2 separate regions of the Oryctolagus cuniculus genome follow, and region 1 is linked to region 2. A link is a contact called in public Micro-C data. All regions are on one chromosome and are shown on one strand. Each heading gives the region's core, a stretch centred on a gene start, on an enhancer-like site or on the middle of the called end of the contact. The rest is flanking DNA. Distances are from core to core; before and after follow the strand shown. Region 1 has its middle 130 kb from the start of ANKH. Region 2 overlaps OTULIN (OTU deubiquitinase with linear linkage specificity).

The links. Hi-C and Micro-C count contacts between places; a contact is called where the count stands out from the background.
Region 1: a Micro-C map of ear pinna shows a contact between it and region 2, with 9 times the contacts expected there. The contact joins two enhancer-like sites. A contact is called at or near these places in 2 of 6 Hi-C or Micro-C datasets (ear pinna and an unstated tissue).

Annotation. Positions count from the first base shown.
Region 1 is chr14:44,099,755-44,104,691 of mOryCun1.1, reverse strand. No RefSeq gene overlaps it. Among named protein-coding and RNA genes, the nearest start is that of ANKH, 130 kb to the right of the region's middle. Within about 2 kb of position 2,136, at least 1 of the 8 cell types and tissues checked has an H3K27ac peak or open chromatin away from gene starts, as enhancers often do. A contact at or near this core is called in ear pinna, where this site is marked.
Region 2 is chr14:43,786,340-43,791,599 of mOryCun1.1, reverse strand. The region is part of intron 3 of OTULIN (OTU deubiquitinase with linear linkage specificity); the gene reads right to left. Among named protein-coding and RNA genes, the nearest start is that of OTULIN, 22 kb to the right of the region's middle. Within about 2 kb of position 2,074, at least 1 of the 8 cell types and tissues checked has an H3K27ac peak or open chromatin away from gene starts, as enhancers often do. A contact at or near this core is called in ear pinna, where this site is marked.

The DNA.
Region 1 (4,937 bases), core at 887-3,386, 310 kb before region 2:
GACTCAAACTGGCACCCACATGGGATGCCAGTACTGAAGGCAGGTGATTAACCTACTACACTACAGCACCAGCCCCTTACTGTATTCTTATTGTATTCAAGCTACAGTACCACTTAGTAAATTAATGCTGCTCTCATGTATGTTTCTTATGTTCCATTTGAGTTTTCCTAAGTTAGAGTAAAAACACAGACATGATTTGGGACACATGCAGGCTTCATGTATGAGATCATATTCAAGTGGGTAAGAACCCCAGCTCAGCTGGCTGTCTGACCCCCATCAAAACCTCACTGCCCACAAAGCAGGATTCCTGGGGAGAATCTCTTGCCCTCTCTGGATCTGTCTCCACATCCAGACACTGGTAAACATTCAGATGAGCAAAACCTCTCAGGTTAAACCAAATGTATTTAGGGTGGTGCCTGAGAAGGAGTAGGTGTCAGGAAATAGCTCTGTGCATCCACGATTTTATTATACTACTGTTGTCCTTACAGTGCTTCTATAAGGAAATCTCATAGTCAGATATGGTTCATCTAGCAGGTGCAAAAAACCATGCTGCTTCCAGGACTATTTTGTACTTCTCTTCAGTGGCAGATTGGTGGGAAGAACAAACTAAAAGCAACACTTCTAAAAAGGAAGCTATAGCATCAACTCAGAAATTATTTACTTATTCTTTATTGTTGCAATGAAAATATGGCAAAGGATGCTTTTGAAAAGTCTGTTTCCACTCAAAGAAATGCCTTTCTTATGAATAAGGAGTTTGCCGTTATGTTACTATTTGGTCTCTGTTAGTCCCTTGGCAAAGGTCATGGAGTATACGGAAGTAAACACCAGGGGCAGGGAGTCACAGAGGCCGGTGGGCCTTGGGTCTGAGGCCATGGGCATTCAACTGCCACAAAGCTGAGCCCATCTCAAGGGGTCTGTCCCTTTGTGCAGAGGGGACAATTATAAAAATTGGGGAGGGGGGTGGGCAATAATTTTAATTAAAGGCATTCTCTCACAAAAGTATCTTAATATTCCAAATACTGGAATAATCTAAATGCATCATTATAATGTAAATGAGGCATACTTTTGAACCAATTGGAGCTTCCCTGGAGAATACACACACACACACACACACACACACACACACATTTATATATATCACAGTTAGGAAACCATGTCATCTTTGTTGCTTTTTAAATCTTAATTTCCATCTCCTTTCTCAAGCCCAGCTCATAACTTTGCAGGCTTCTGCTTCTTTCCTCGGCCTCTGGTCAAACTGTCTTTGATGCTGACGCCAGGCACCCTGCTCTGCCGTCCCCCTGACCCGCCTGCTGATGCGCCTGGTTTGCCTGCACAGTACCCCCAACTCTGAGACGTGCAGAGAAAACCAACAGCTCGGCCCGGAGCCAAGATAGCTTTTCCCCTAAATTACATCGAACCAGAGTAACTCTTGACTACCTTTGTTAAGTGGTTTCCCATGATTCTTGCCTCTTAAAAAGGTGATTTAAGGAATGATGTGTTAAGGTAGTATTTTCTTTTAAAGCTAAGGAACAAGAAGCCCTTCGAGAAGACAGGCTTTTATTGTTGAGAAATTACTTTGGGCTTCTCGCCATCCCTCCTCCCTGCCTACCCACATCACTGCAGAGGGCAACTGCAAGAATCCAGGAGGGCCAAAATACACGGACTGCCTGGAACCACAGAGCTTCCTGAACTGCTCAACGCTCAGTCTTTGAGTGACGCAAGAGTGGGACGAGTTAGTCATGCATCAACAAGAGTGGCCTTTGACTGGTGCTGTTTGTTTGGATTCCAAGTGTCACCACCTACACTGTACCAAGCCTCGAATGGTAATGGCAGCACTCCCTCCCTTTATCCATCTATACAGCCATCATTTGGTGAACAACACTGTGCTACAGATGGCAGAAACAAAGAATGAAGCAGTGTCCACAATCATCCGTAACTCACAGCCCACTGGAAAAGAGGATTATTCCAAACCAATATGGAAACCCGTGAAAAGTACACAGTGCAAAAAAGGAACTTGTAATGCAGTGGGAGGGGCAGGAGGAATCAGTAAAGACTTCCTGGGGACGACAAAGCCTCAGCTGAATCATATTCCGGAAATCGCAGAGATGCAGAGAGGAGAAAATAATTCAACATGCTGAGGAAAGTCCCCGAGGTTCATCCAGATCACCCCACAAGCCCACCGGCTCCACAGACAGCCTCAACCCCACTGGAAAACAGGCTCCAGAGCTGCGATGTCGGCATGGAATTAATTTGTGTTCATTTGCCATTCACTGTTTCTTCTCAAAGAAATGAAACCATAAATCTTGTTCACAAAATAGGTATTTCTTGACTTCCAAACTTCGGTTCAGAAAACATCCATTTCCTGCTCAGTTAAATAAGGTTCTCGGCAGAGGCTTGTTTCTACCCTCTGCCAAAGCCATTATGGACGTGGGCTGTGGTGTTTGGACAGACTTTAAATAGGCGCATTGAATCCCAGCGGGTGTGTCCTGATGTGATAATTGCTTTGGGGACAGGTTATTGTGCTCAGCCTCCAGTCCTAGGCGGTCTGCTTAAAATACATTTTGCGTATTGTGCAAATCCCTTGGAAAAAAAATCCTTGATGAACTGCCTATAAAATCCCTAGCACAGGCTAAGTCATACCCTCAAGTCTTTCAGTTTTTCCACTGGACTCAACTTCTCTAGTGCTTTAAGGAAAAAAATCAAGACTTTAATTAGAGGCAAATTTTATAACTTTTTTAAAGATGGAGAAGCTGAGACACTACCATAAAGTGAATCATCTAAGGTTATAGGAAGGGTCAGATGCACGAGCTATTGGTGATGCTGGTCCTGACATCTATTTATTAGCTGTTCTACTTCTTACATTTCCCTTTGAGAACATAATTTTCCATATTCATAACACCATACAACGAATCTCTAGAAAGGAATGCAGGAGAGAAAATACACACTATTGAAATGGACTTCATGATTCTCCTGTCATTGTGCTTTGGTTAGTTAGTACATAAATAGTTCATTGTACATGAAAAGCATGGCTTTTTTTAATCCTTCTGAGCATATATCTATGTTATTCCTCAAAATATCATATGGTGAGCATAAATTAAGCCTATATCTGCTTTCGAAGGTTGTATTGATCTAATTAGAATGTTTTCATGCAGTTGTATTAGTCTATTACCATTATTATTATTATTATTATTATTATTTGAGAGAGCACTTCCATCTGCTGATTCACTCCCAAAATGCCTGCACTGGTCAATGGGACGGGCTGAAGCACAAGCCAGGAACTCATCAGGTCTCCCCACGTGGGTATCAGAGGACCAACCACTTCCTTCCAATGTCTACACTGGCAGGCAGCTGGGATAGGGAGCCAGAGACGGATGCAGAACCCAGGTATTACAATATAAGGACGTAGATTCACTACTGAACCCTGAAACAAATCTTTCTTGTACCATTTTTTTTCAGTCACAAAGGGTTTTGAGGCCCTGAGAGAGTAGTGAAGGACTCCAGTCACTGTATGATTTTGGCATTCAAGCAAATTAAAATATAAATATACAAATTCAAAAAAGAAAAGTAAGATAGAAATCTTACAATGGCCCCTCAATGACCCCATAATGCAAACACTATGCACACATATATCTCTACGAATACCACTAACTCATCCTCTTCAATGGCTAAGGTATTATTGTCTCCATTTTCTAGAACACACTGAGGTTCTGTGAGGACTCTAGTTGCCCCAGGGACACAGCCTCAGCTTCCTTACCTGTAAAATAGGGATAATAAGAATAATATCTACCTGGCAGAGCCTCATGAAGCTGGAATAAAATATGACATGCATTTAGTACCTAGTCTTTCATGCTTTACTTAGAGCTCAATAAACATCAGTGATTATTAGTATAAGCAGTGTTCTCATTACAACTGGTTTGTGCACATCTCCCCTATGTTGTTACCCCTTTGTGCAATGCCTTTAATTTTCAGAGTGAAAAGTGCCAGCAAAGCTAGATGGAAGACTATAAATGGAGTAGAATCAGCTATGCTTTGGCTGCAATTTGTTGGACAGAGGTGGGGTGGGGGGCAGTGAAGGGAGATGACTTTGCCCACTGCCACTAGATGGTGCTAATAGATTACGACCCACGCACAATGCTTCTCACAAAATGAGACAATAAAAAATGTGCAAGCAGGCTGGAAGGCGCCAGGGTGTGATTTTCTAAATGTTGCCCATTATTCTACTTCTGGCACAAGAGCCCTACAGTACTTACATTAGGCCATGTTCTACCCTGAGAAAAAAAACAGGGATTGTATTCCAATTGCTTTATTTTAAATAGAAGACAACGGAAATCATTGTCTTTTGATATCATGATTAGGGTCACATAATCAACACAAGAAATCTTTTTGTGTGTGTTATTATATCTTTGCAAATGAAGTATGGCTATACAAAAAGCGACTTGATAGAAGTCTAGTGGGGGAAAAAATCCTAAAATGTTATAATTAATTGCTTCCATCATGAAGCAAAACCCACATAACCTCCTGGAATTAAAATGTTCCCATAGACTACAAGTTAGTAATAATTTTGGTCAATTTCCCTGACTAATTTCGAAAGTTATTCCCTGCTTTTTCTCAAATTTCTCATATCAGCACTACCCAATTTCACCCAGAGATGGAAGCCCAGAGCAGTTTCTGGCTTGTTTTCCTGAAAGGGTCCTTCCAGGATTCCTATTGGTTACCACATTGTCACAGAGACAAATGCGGATGTCCTGGCTTCCTGGGAACCGCAGGTGGGAAGGATCTTGGCATTCTCTGTCACCAGAGGTCTCAGCTTCCCCCAGTTACAAGCCCTGCTCATCCCAATGGAAAAGTTCTCTCTTCACACCTGGTACCAGAAGATTTCACAAGAGCTGTTCAAATACCTCTCACTCCTGCAGATTCCAATTGAGAAGATAAAGAAC
Region 2 (5,260 bases), core at 825-3,324:
ACTCTAATGTTTGGTATTCAAATATTATATTCAGTTTAGTTGCCTAATAAACACAGTAAATTTTTGTAATGCAGCTGAGAATAAGCTACAGAACTAAGGAAGCTATAACGACTTCTCCCGTAAAAGAAGTGATAGCTGAACTACTACGTTGCTTCTTTCCTTCCCCACACCCCTGGAAGATTGGTTATTTTGAGTCCCTCTAGTTATCAGTATTATCTGGAGTTTGAAAGGCAAGCTGAGACACAGTTGATGAATGGCAGCATGGGAAATTAGACTCTCCCAACAGTCCAGGGTGTGTCCAGAGAAAAATCATGTAATTAGGCTGGGTATAGGCATGTCACTTCACCACTATAAAATTAAGAAATGAAATTCACCTCCAAGTCAAAGGGTCATTAAAGAATAATTAAGTTCTGCAACAGTCTACGAGGAACTGCAATCTAACAGTTATAAATACAGTTTCTGATGAAGCCGTATGGAAGCTAAGGCTCAAAAGACCCTTTCACAATGGTAATTCTGGTTGCACCTCCACAATCTATAGCAATCACATGACATGTAGGTGGTTTCATATCTAGAAAAACAGAGCCAAAGTAGGAATGTAAATTATGCTTCCCTGTTACTACAGAGGCGGCAACCTACATCAGTAAGAGGGAGGCCGAGCCTCGTCTGGTTACAACAAATGACCTTCCACGGAGCAGCTGCAGCAGCTCAACTCACAGGCAGCTCTGCTGTCAAACTCTTACTGCAGTCTCTCAGACTGATCACCAGAACCTAACATGCCCCCGGGTGGCAACCAGTTGGAATTACAACTGGGCACAAAACCACAATGGAACAAAAAACACTGGTTATGCAGAAGTGGGCTTGGGGAGGAGGAACAGAAGACAGGCCGAGTGTCAAGTAGCACTGTACAGCATCTAAAACACAAGTACAGTCCTCAGCTGAACTATTTGATGCCTCCCGAAGGTCTGACTACAGAGGAAAACAGAATACAAGTCAGTTTCCTAGTCCTGTTCATATATGGGTCACACTGTTGCAAGAGTAATTATCCAGTTCGAGGCTGCATACTTCCAGCAGATGAGGAAATCTGGGAGAAATTCCTAAACATGAGGCATAAGAAGAACTATTATAAAATAGTGAAGTTAGAATCACTTCTCGGCCTTTTGGCTAAGACCAAGTGTAGAAAATAGTGAAGTTAGAATTATTCCCCCCAAAATGAACATTATTTTATATGCTTTCAAAGCATAACATAAAATGCATACATATAGTCATTCTTTTCTACTAAGTACAGAGATTGGACTTCTGTTAGAAAAAGGGAGATTTATGAAAGAAATAATGATTAGAAATATTTAATACAGTAAGTATTAGGTGTCATTTCCTTCATGACTGAACTAAAAAACACTGTTTCTCTAGCAACTGCCTGTAATAGCTGACATCACTACTGAGAAAACAACAAAAATGTGTCATGCCCAACTCATAAAAAAAAGAGTTTGATAGAGCACCTCTTATGCTAGCACACGCTGTCAGAGGTCCTAAACATTCAGAGATACCCCAAAGTTTGGCAAACTTAGAAACCAATGGACCTCTGTTTCAAAAGACCCCCTCTTAGGCACTGGAGTACTGCTGGGGTGGGCACTTAGCCTCACCATTAAGATGTCCGTATGTCACTCTGGAATACCTGATTTCAATTTCAGGCTCCACTCTAATCTGCTAATGTAGATCCTGGAGGCAACAGTGAGGGCTCACAAAGTTGGGTTCCTGCCATCCATATGGGAGACCTGGATTGAGTTCCTGGCTCCTAGGTTCAGCCCAGCCCAGCCCAGCCCAACCCTAGCCACGTGGGTATCTGGGGAGTAAACCAAAGGGTAGAAGGACTCTGTCAGTTCTTTCTGCCTCAATACAGCTAAAAAAAATGAAGTAGGAAAATAGCCACACCAAGCCATTTCTAAAGGTTGCGTTTGGAGTCAAATGACCCAACTACAGTCAAACACAGAAACTAGAGTCTGTACAGAAACAGGAACAACAAACAGGAAACCCAAGCAGGATGACAGAAGACGAGGGGACAGCTGGACTGCCAGAAGCCACAGTAAAGACAAAGCTCAACTCACAGGCAGAGAACAGGGCAAGGCCAGAGAAGCTGAGCCAGCAGGCAGGAAGTCCAGGGTCTCTTCCACGGAGCCTAGGTTAAGGAGAAGGCTGCTCAGTCTAGCCCTCCTGCTTCCCTTCAGTATCCTCAAACCAGATGATGTTCTAGGAGAAAGAGAAGATGGCAAAATGCCACAGAGCAACTCTCCATCTGCAGATGGAAGCAGGTTCAACTAGAAGTTCCAGCCCTAACTTCTTGCACTGCACACTTGCTCACTGGAGGAACCCCTTATCAGAGGCGACTTTCCAAGATAATTGCCGGAGGAGGGTTCTGAGTAAGAGAGAAATGGAAAGGCTACCACAGAGACTCTGAGGGACAACTGGAAGGAAGTTAAAAAGCAGTCTGGTTAAGTGATGGAGTTGTGGTACAGTGGGTGTAGCTGCCATTTACCATGCCTGCATTCCATACTGGAGTGCCAGGTTGAGTCCCAGTTACTCTTCTGATCCAGCTTCCTGCTAATGCACCTGGGAAGGCAATGGAAGCTGATCCAAGTACCTGGGATCCTGCCAACCATGTGGGAGACCAGGGTGGAGTTCCTGGCTCCTGGCTTTGGCTTTGACCAGTCCTGGCTGTTGTGGTCATTTGGGGAGTGAACCAACAAATGGAAAATCTCCCCCCTTTCCCTTCCCCTCAGTCCCTCTCCCCTTCCCTTTCTAGCTCTTTAAAATAAAATAAAATAATTTTTTTTTTTAAAAAGGCAGTCTGCTTAAGTATAATCAGACTAAGTTTGTAGACTCTTTCCGTCCTCTACTGGCTCCTCAACTACAAAGTGGATGGTCAGTCTGTCACCTGTCAAGACATGGAAGCCAAATAACATAACAGACTGTGTCAATCAAATGTTCACACTATGGTAAATTGCTGGGGCCTGGGACATCAAAACAAGGACAAGGCTTCTGGGATGAGAAGTTATCTCTTCAGCTGGTATGAAGCAGACCCACAGTATATAGGAAAGGTAAATACTAAACTCGCAGGCTGAACAGTGTTTTTCCCCCTTGACACAGGCCTCCTGGCATTCAATAACAGAAGATACATAGCGCTTTGACCAACTAACTACTCTGTGCTCCTCAGAGCAAAGCATGACGGCTGATATACTTAGAAAAAGGAAGAAATTAGAAAGACACTTGAGAATTTAAATACTATTTTCACATCCCTCAAATTAGGTCAGGAAAACCACCTTAAAGGCCCCTCACTCACACATGCAACACTTTCTAATACTGTTCAGAGACCAAACACAGCCTACTGTGTTCCTGACCTATTTTTAATGTGGCAAATGATGTGATCACACAGGGATGCAGAGCTTTACTTTCTTTAGGGTGTATTTTATATGCTTAACTCTCTAAGGCACTATTTGCACCAGTTTCTTGTAAAGAAAAAGTCAAATTCAGTGTTAATTAAGTCCAGAAATCTAATTAGCCCCATAAAGTTAAGGGCTCAAAAACAAAACAGCCTAAAATTCTTAAAGAGGATTTATGTCACCATCTATAAACTAGGCTATGGTTGTCAGTGCCATCATTGTTAGTTTTTCTAGCAGTGTCCATCCACGGGCATGCATTTGCCAACTAAGTAACAATTCTGAAATATTATTTATTTCTAATGTCATTTACAAAGGAAAAACAACCTAGTCTAGCAATTTCTTTTGCCTCTATATCAAAGAAATATGTTAATACTGAAAACTCCACCTGAGATTATATATATCTTTACTTAGAAGAAAATTTCATTCCCAAATACTGTGTTGACAGTTTATATAGATGCTGATTTTATACTGCTTTTATAAACTAGATACCTGCGGGACATCACAGACCTCCACCTGAGACTCCTGGTTTTGCCCTTTGGAGTTAGGTGATCCCTTGTGCACAAACAGACCTCTAACTAGCTGAGTAGGCAACAACTTCCCTCAAAGTCTCTCTATTCTAGGCAAATACCCCAGTGCCTTCAACTGCCCCCAAAAATATCACGCACATGCTCATCTGCTCCTGGGTACTGCTGACCAGCCCAGCTAAAGGTGGGCAGCCACAGCCTGATTCTTAAAATTTTCCTTTTAAACTGCACCAGGGCTTCACTAAAATTTCAGGTGGGCTCACAGTTGCTGCAATCAATTAAAACCCAGACTTCCTTCTCTTTTCATAAACTATTAGCTCTCCCACAGCTAGCACTTCTGAGTTTGTTTTGAGCAAAGGACTTCAAATTTTTTTTCTCCTTTTAAAAAAGATTTGAAAGGCAGCATTAGAGAGACAGAGACAGAGACAGAAAGCAATAGTTTCCATCTGCTGGTTCACTCCCCAAATAGCCACAATGAATAGTCAGGGCTGGGCCAGACCAAAGCCAGGAGCTTCATCCAGGTCTCCTAGGTGGGTGCAGGGGCCCAAGGGCTTGGGCCATCTTGCACTGCTTTCCCAGATGCCTTAGCAGGAAGCTGGATTAGAAGTGGAGCAGCCAGGACATGAACTGGTGCCCACATGGGACACCTGGGTCATGGGTAGCAGCTTAATCTGCCTTTCCACAACACCAACCCCAGGCCTTTCGATTTTCTTCCAACTGATGTCACACTGTCAGTTCTAACCAATCATTCCTGCCTACCCAAATCCTTCAGGACATTCTATCATCCAACCTACCATGGGACATAACTGTGTCAATACAACAACACATGACTTTCTGGTCTATCTTTCCCACGTGGTGTATATAAAAGAGTAAAGAAGGCAAGGCCAAGGACATAGCCCCTGACACTTGCCTCCTCAGGAAGACTCTCTCCCACATGCTATCAATCATCTCTCTTCCAGTTCAGTCGCCTACTAAACCAATCCTCACACTACTCCAGAGAGTACTAATTTTGCGAACTGCAGCTAAAACCAAAGGAATGTATATTCTAAAATTCTGGCCAATTTTCAAATAGTAAAACATACAGCCCACTTATTACAAGTATCAGAACTAAAATCAAGCTGTTCCTAAGTGCTTTCTACAAAAGCTCAACATCTAATAATCAGCTGAATTGTTCAAATAACCTTCATTGTTCTCTTGGAGAAATACCAGTTATTTCTGGTCATTTTACTATATGACATCATTCTACATGTACAAAATTGAAAAATCCCACACACTTGCCTCTTACTGCAGACCACACGCACA